Regions from separate parts of the Sus scrofa genome. Here region 2 is linked to region 1. Evidence: chromatin contacts called from public promoter capture Hi-C data. All regions are on one chromosome and are shown on one strand. Each heading gives the region's core, a stretch centred on a gene start, on an enhancer-like site or on the middle of the called end of the contact. The rest is flanking DNA. Distances are from core to core; before and after follow the strand shown.

What was found. Promoter capture Hi-C pulls out the DNA fragments that hold promoters and counts their contacts.
Region 2: a contact with region 1 is called in a promoter capture Hi-C map of fetal liver, with 2.3 times the contacts expected there. The contact joins the promoter of DEDD2 here to the promoter of LIPE in region 1. A contact is called at or near these places in 1 of 5 promoter capture datasets (fetal liver) and 1 of 47 Hi-C or Micro-C datasets (epiblast stem cells).

What each region holds. Positions count from the first base shown.
Region 1 is chr6:49,547,579-49,550,925 of Sscrofa11.1, forward strand. LIPE (lipase E, hormone sensitive type) reads left to right here and starts at 1,810. Exons shown (of 10, transcript NM_214315.2): 1 at 1,810-1,857; 2 at 3,199-3,347. The coding sequence starts at 3,219. All of the region lies in intron 1 of ATP5SL (ATP synthase subunit s-like protein), which reads right to left.
Region 2 is chr6:49,709,145-49,712,491 of Sscrofa11.1, forward strand. It overlaps DEDD2 (DNA-binding death effector domain-containing protein 2), which reads left to right and starts at 1,804. Exons shown (of 6, transcript XM_013988629.2): 1 at 1,804-1,947; 2 at 2,404-2,906. The coding sequence starts at 2,579.

The sequences.
Region 1 (3,347 bases), core at 560-3,059:
CAAGACAAAGTCTCTGCCCTCAGGGAGCCTATAATCTAGTGTCAAACACAGAAATCACACAGCACAAACAGTAAATTCTATAGTATGTTGGATGGAAAAATGACCCAGTACACAGCTCAGTGAGTCCGAATAAGAGCCACAAAGAAAACCCAGAATAGAAATGCCACCATAGGAGCTCATTTTCAAAGATCATTTCTGGCAGCAGGGCCACGTAGTTTCCAGATGAGGAAACCAAGCTCATGGAGGATCACCCGGCCAGTGGCTTAGACGAGTGTTCTGTGGTCACAGCCACCAAGCTTAGAGCTGCTTCCAGAGGCCTCTGTATGTCCATCTGTCTGCCCTGGGGAGGGGTGGTCTTCTCCAAGGTCTCCGTGCAGCCCACCTGCCCTCACTCTGACTCTTCACTTTCCTTCCTTCAAGTATTTGCTGGGTTATGTACTAGGTCCCATGATGGACCCTGGAGCCACCCACACCCCAGTGGGGATGACATTCGAGGCAGAGGGACAGAGGAGGAGTCCTCTACAGTCAAGCAAATGATACTGAGGCCTCAGGGCCTCTCATATACACAGGTCCCTTCCAAGGCCCTGTACCTGATTTTGTACTCGTGATTTCCTATTCTTTCTCTTTCTATTGCTTGTTTATATATTTACTTACTTATTTGGGGGCCACATCCACAGCATACGGAGATTCCCAGGCTAGGGGTCAAATCGGAGCTGTAGCCTATGCCACAGCCACAGCAGCGCAGGACCTGAGCCGCATCTGCAGCCTACACCAGCTCACGGCAACATCAGATCCTTAACCCACCAAGCAAGACCAGGAATCGAACCTGCGTCCTCATGGATACGAGACAGATTCGTTTCCACTGAGCCACAATGGGAACTCCCTCTGTTGTTTTTCCTAAAGAGCCCCACCTCCACTTGTAAAAGCTTCCCAGGTTCAGCTCCTGGGGGAGACAAACTAGCATGTAAACAAATAAATGGAAAATTGAAAATGTATCAAATTCTAGGAAGAACAACAACTTAAATATGATGGCAGGAAGCGGGGGGGTGCATGTTCGATGGGCAGGAGGGCTTAGGGAGTGCCTCCTGGAGGAGGTGACAGGCTGAGGCCTGAAGGGTGGGAAAGAGCTGGCCAGGCAAGGAGCCCATAGGATAGTGAAGGAAAAGGGTCTCTGAGCTTTAGTTTCCCATATGTGAGGTGGGGACGACAGTCACAGCACGCTGGGCTCTGAGGGTGAGTGGCAGGTACAGGGTGCCTGGTGCGGGAACACCACACAGTAGGACCTGTGCTCAGGCCCCTCACTGAGCTTGGCACTGCCCTTCATTGGCTTTTGTCCTCCGAACAGGCTGGCTCCCCTCTCTCTCCCCACCAGCTGGGGCTGGCTGTGCCACAGCCTGGCAGAGCTGAGACCATGGCTCTCGCTCCCTGAATCTACCCTGAGGAAGAGGACAGCCAGGCTGGGCAAGAGGGCACACTTTGTTCACTTTGTTCAGGTCTAGAGTGAGACTTCTGGGTACAAGGGAGGAGGGGAAAGGGGACCTGGATGCTTCAGTTTCTAACTGTTGACGGGACTAGGAGTCTGGACTCCTGGAACCAAGGGAGGCCAAAACTCCAGGGTTCTAAGGCAGAAGAGGTTGGGACAGTGACCAGGAGCGGGCGGAGGGGGCAGTGAGTTCCGCTCCAGGCTCTGTTTACATCACGGAGGCTGCCCCTGTCCTTTCTGGATGAGTAGGTGGAGCAAGTGGCCACACCCTGGGCAGGCTGGCCCCTCCCCGGGATTATCACCCCAGGCTGCAACTGGCACTAGCCATAGTCGGCAGTCCCAGCCCTGGGGAGCTCTGAAGAGGCCCGGCAGGGGTGAGTTCACAGCCAGCTGACAGACAGGAATGGCCACTGCCAAACCCAAGGGCTTGGAAGGGAGAAGAACCAAACGCCTTTTACTGAAGGATCAGGGGAGCCAGGCAAGGTGCTGGATGGGTTTCAGGAGGGAAGAGGTTCTGAAGTAGAAGGTAGCATCTGTCACCCAGGGGAACAGGAACAGCTTGTCTGGGATCCAGGTGACAGGGCAGAGATCCCGAAGAGCTCACTGGGGACCCTGGAGCGTGGGGGGCTGGGGGGTTTCAGGCCTGGTCCAGGGCAAGTTTTTGAGGCCCAGCCTTCAGAGCCCTGGGACAGGAGAGCTCCTGCTCTCCCAGTTTGAACGCGGCCTTCAACTCCATCCTTAACACCCCTGAGCCTCAGTTCCCTCTCTTGGGAGATGGGGATGCTCCTAACAATGGTCGAAACCTGAACTGAGATGGTCTGGGTCTCGGAAGGTCAGTGAGGACCAAACAGCAAACACACAGAATACACTAAGCACAGGGTCTGGAGGGAATGAGTTCCGGGCTAACAGCAGGAGGAATACTGTTCCAGGCAGGGAGCAGAGCTGGCCCATGCAAGCTAAGCCAGGTGGACAGGCCTGAAGGCCAGGGGCTCAGCTGGGGGAAGGAGTGGGACCAAGATTTGGGGACCCCAAAGGAACAGGGAGGGGTTTGGAAAGGATTCCACAGCCAGACTGGACATATCAGTCATAGGTAAGACTGGAATTATGAACTCCTGGGTTCAGGAAGAGAATTGGGTTGGGACCAGGGTCCTGGGACACCAGCAGGTGGATGGGAATGGGTGGGTTGAGGGCCAGACTCTCCCAAATATTGCAGAGGGCAAGGGCCTGTGGGCAACTCCTGGTCCTAAGAGAAGGGACTAACTTTGGGTCCAGATTGCTCAGAACGTAGAAGGAGTCCTGGGCCCCAGGGGAGTAAATGGAGACAGATACCTGAACTTGGGTCCCTGGAAGGATGAAAGAGGGCTACACAGACTCCTGTGCTGTAGAACAGATGCTGGAGCTACAGAACCATTAAGTTTCCCAAATAAGAGAATGGAAACTCCTGGGGCCTGGACTCTTGGGTCTGAGGAAGGAGAGGGCTGAGGGATCAAACTCAACTCTTGAGGAAGAGAGGGCCTGGGTACCTGGACCCATGATTCCCAAGGGAAGAGGGGCTGAAGCCCTAAATTCCACCCTTGGGTCTGATGGAGGAGGCTGGGGTCTGACGCATGGGCCTGTGGGAGGAGGGGATAGAGCCTGGACTCCTGGAACCCAGGGCCCAGCTGAGCAAGGGGTCACCCAGCCCTGCCTTAATGTGCCTCCTGACCTGCCCGCAGCCTCACGGCTCACGCACAGCATGGACCTGCGCACAATGACACAGTCACTGGTGACCCTGGCGGAGGACAACATGGCCTTCTTCTCTGGCCAGGGCCCTGGGGAGACAGCACGGCGGCTGTCAGGTGTCTTTGCGGGTATTCGGGAACAG
Region 2 (3,347 bases), core at 554-3,053, 160 kb after region 1:
AAAATAATAATAATAATAATAAAATGGTCTTTTTTTTGGTCTTTTTTGCTATTTCTTGGGCCACTCCCGCGGCATATGGAGGTTCCCAGGCTAGGGGTCGAATCAGAGCTGTAGCCACTGGCCTACGCCAGAGCCACAGCAACTCGAGCCACAGCAACGCGGGATCCGAGCCGCGTCTGCAACCTACACCACAGCTCACGGCAACGCCGGATCGTTAACCCACTGAGCAAGGGCAGGGACCGAACCCGCAACCTCATGGTTCCTGGTCGGATTCGTTAACCACTGCGCCACGACGGGAACTCCTAAAATGGTCTTGAATCATATTCACCTCAAAGACGGGTGAAGGGACTGGATGAAATCAAACAGGTAAAAGCACTCAGCATAGGGCCTCCTACACTGTGAATGCTCACTGTAACCACCTAACGTGGACATGGTCCTTCCTAGTTTGTAAAATTGCTTTCCCTTTCCTCTCTCTTGTCAGTTGATTCAATGATATTCAGTTACTAGGGGCCAACTGTGTGTCCAGCCCAAGGCTGAGTTTCAGTAGATGACAGCTGCCACTGGAGAGAGAGGAAGGGACTCTTTAGAGGTCACTGCTGCAGCCCAAGCAGAGCTAGTGCTGAGCTTATGCCAGGTAGAACCCAGCCCTCCCACCTCTCAAGGGGGTGATAATTCCGGGGGTGGGGAACCAGTTGGGGAAGGAGATCTGTTTCAAGGCGTGCCAGCCCTAACTTTGAGTCACATAAGTGGGGGAGGCAGGGCGTGCCATGTGCGCTCAGTCACCAACTTTTTTTTTTTTTTTTTTGGTCTTTTTTGCCACTTCTTGGGTCACTCCTGGGGCATATGGAGGTTCCAAGGCTAGGAGTCGAATCGGAGCTGTAGCCGCTGGCCTACGCCAGAGCTACAGCAACGCGGGATCCGAGCTGCGTCTGCGACCAACACCACAGCTCAGGGCAACGCGGGATCCTTAACCCACTCATCAAGGGCAGAGATCGAACCTGCAACCTCATGGTTCCTAGTCGGATTCGTTAACCACTGAGCCACGATGGGAACTCCAGTCACCAGCTCTTTTGATAGAGACCTCTCTTGCCAGAGTAAAACTCATAGGTGCAGGTTAGAGAGGAGGTATTGGGAATCCCTGTGACCTTGGAGGGTAGAGATTGGAAAAGGTTATAGGAGGGGAGTTTGAGTTGCTGGGAGAGGGCGTGTCTGACTAATGGAATCGTGATGGATGCCATGGGAAGGTGCAGAATGGAGATGGAGGACCCAATTGCAATCAGGAATGAGGTATTTGTTCCTAACATGAGATGCGGGAGTCCTGGTCTTGATCAGGGAAGGAACTTATAGATGGGGGATTTCTGTTGGATGAGGGGAGATTCCGGTTGGGATGGTGAGGTGGCCCAGATGAGATGTAGGTTGTCAACGGAAGTAAGAAGCAGTCTAATAGAGGAGAGTCCAAGTCCCTATCATAAAAGGTCTAGGTGCTACTCTGGAGTCAGGACGGTCGTGATTGTGGTCCTTCGCCATGGGCATCAGGAGCAGTGGTAAAGTAGGAGCCTAGGTCATGATTAGGAGGGAGCTGTAGCCCGTGACATTAGTAGTTTCAACAGGTCGTGACACGGGGGAACAAAGAATCCGTGGCTTATGCCGCGGGCAGAAGCAATCCTGCAAAGGGGTCCCAGAAGCAGCTCAGACGCTGAACAGCTCTCGGTCTGCGCAGGCGCAGCAGAGGCGGTGCAAACGCTCCAGTTGGGGAAGCAGTCCCGGGGGGAGGGGCTTGGAAGCCTCACTGCGCATGCGCCTAGGGGGCGTGTCGGTCGCACCTGCGCGAGTTGGGGGAAGGAGGAGGGGCGAGGTGACGCAGGCGTAATAATAGAGAAGGTGCCAGAAAGATCCAAAACAAGTGGCTGTGGCCATCGCCCAGGAGTCTTCAGACGCCGGAATTCGGTGAGGATCTAGAGAGATCTAAGAGCGACTGGTGGCGGTAGACTGGACCAACCTGGGTGCTGGGGAGAGGGCGGTACCGCCCTTACGGGGCTCTGGGCTCGGGTTCCGACTGCGCTACCCGTGTGGAGCGAAGGACTGCTTTGGTCCGGGCAGAGGGTCACTTTTGGACGGCACCACTTAGGTGGAGCTGTGGGGCTGATCGGACTGTACCACTGGACAGAGTCAAGGGGCATGTCCGGACATTGGTACTCAAAGTCAAAGGGCAGTCGGAAAGGTGCCGTGCGTTGGGTCCCCAGGCTTGTTTCGAATGAATCTCTTGGGTCCGGAGGCTTGTTTGGAACATACCACCCGGGGAGGGGCGTTCGGGCTTGGCCAGCCGGAGTGGTTGGAGGACTAGTGGGGTCTGGCGTCTCGACCTGTTACTAGGGGACCTCGGGCGATACCATTCTCTTGTAGGAAAAGGGGGAGGCTAACACGGCTGGGACTTGAGGGTGGCCCTGCCCGGCGGCACGCAGCAGGAGAGACGCACCGGCGGCAGTGAGGTCCAGGCCCCCGCGTAGCTGACCACAGACCCCGCTGTGTGGGTTCTAGGCCCTCGTTCCGAGCTGGTTCCGCCTCCTCTCCCCCGGGTATGGCGCTGTCCGGGTCGACCCCGGCCCCGAGTTGGGAGGAGGATGAGTGCCTGGACTACTACGGGATGCTGTCGCTTCACCGCATGTTCGAGGTGGTGGGCGGGCAACTGACTGAGTGCGAGCTGGAGCTGCTAGCCTTCCTGCTGGACGAGGTCCCAGGCGCCGCCGGCGGCCTAGCCCGCGCCCGCAGCGGCCTGGAGCTGCTGCTGGAGCTGGAGCGCCGCGGGCAGTGCGACGAGAGCAACCTGCGGCTGCTGGGGCAACTCCTGCGCGTGCTGGCCCGCCACGACTTGCTGCCGCACCTGGCGCGCAAGCGGCGCCGGCCAGGTATGGTTGACTGGGCGGGTGACACACTTCCGGTGGGGAGAGGGCCTTGCTGCCAGATGTGGGGAGTGCCATATCGGACAATGTACATCCCATCTCACGCTTTCCTCCCCCTTGGGTATCAAAGAGAAACATAAGCGGGAGGAGGCATGGCATTGGGAGGGGTGAGCTTGTGGAGTTTGGCCGCATCAATATCAGTGTTTGTGGCCACTGTTCACGGAAGGTTTATTTCATGCCAGGCACAGCGGTCAGCCCTTCTTATATATGTACTGTTACCTTATATCCTATTGGTAATCCTAAGAGGAAGTCCTGTCACTGTTCCCACTGTATAGGGAAAACGGGTTCAGAAGAGTTAAGCAGCTTGCCTACATAAAATAATTAAATTCTGTGCGCCTAGAGAATGGGGAAGAGGGGACAGGAGATACAGCGTGACGTGGCTGACAA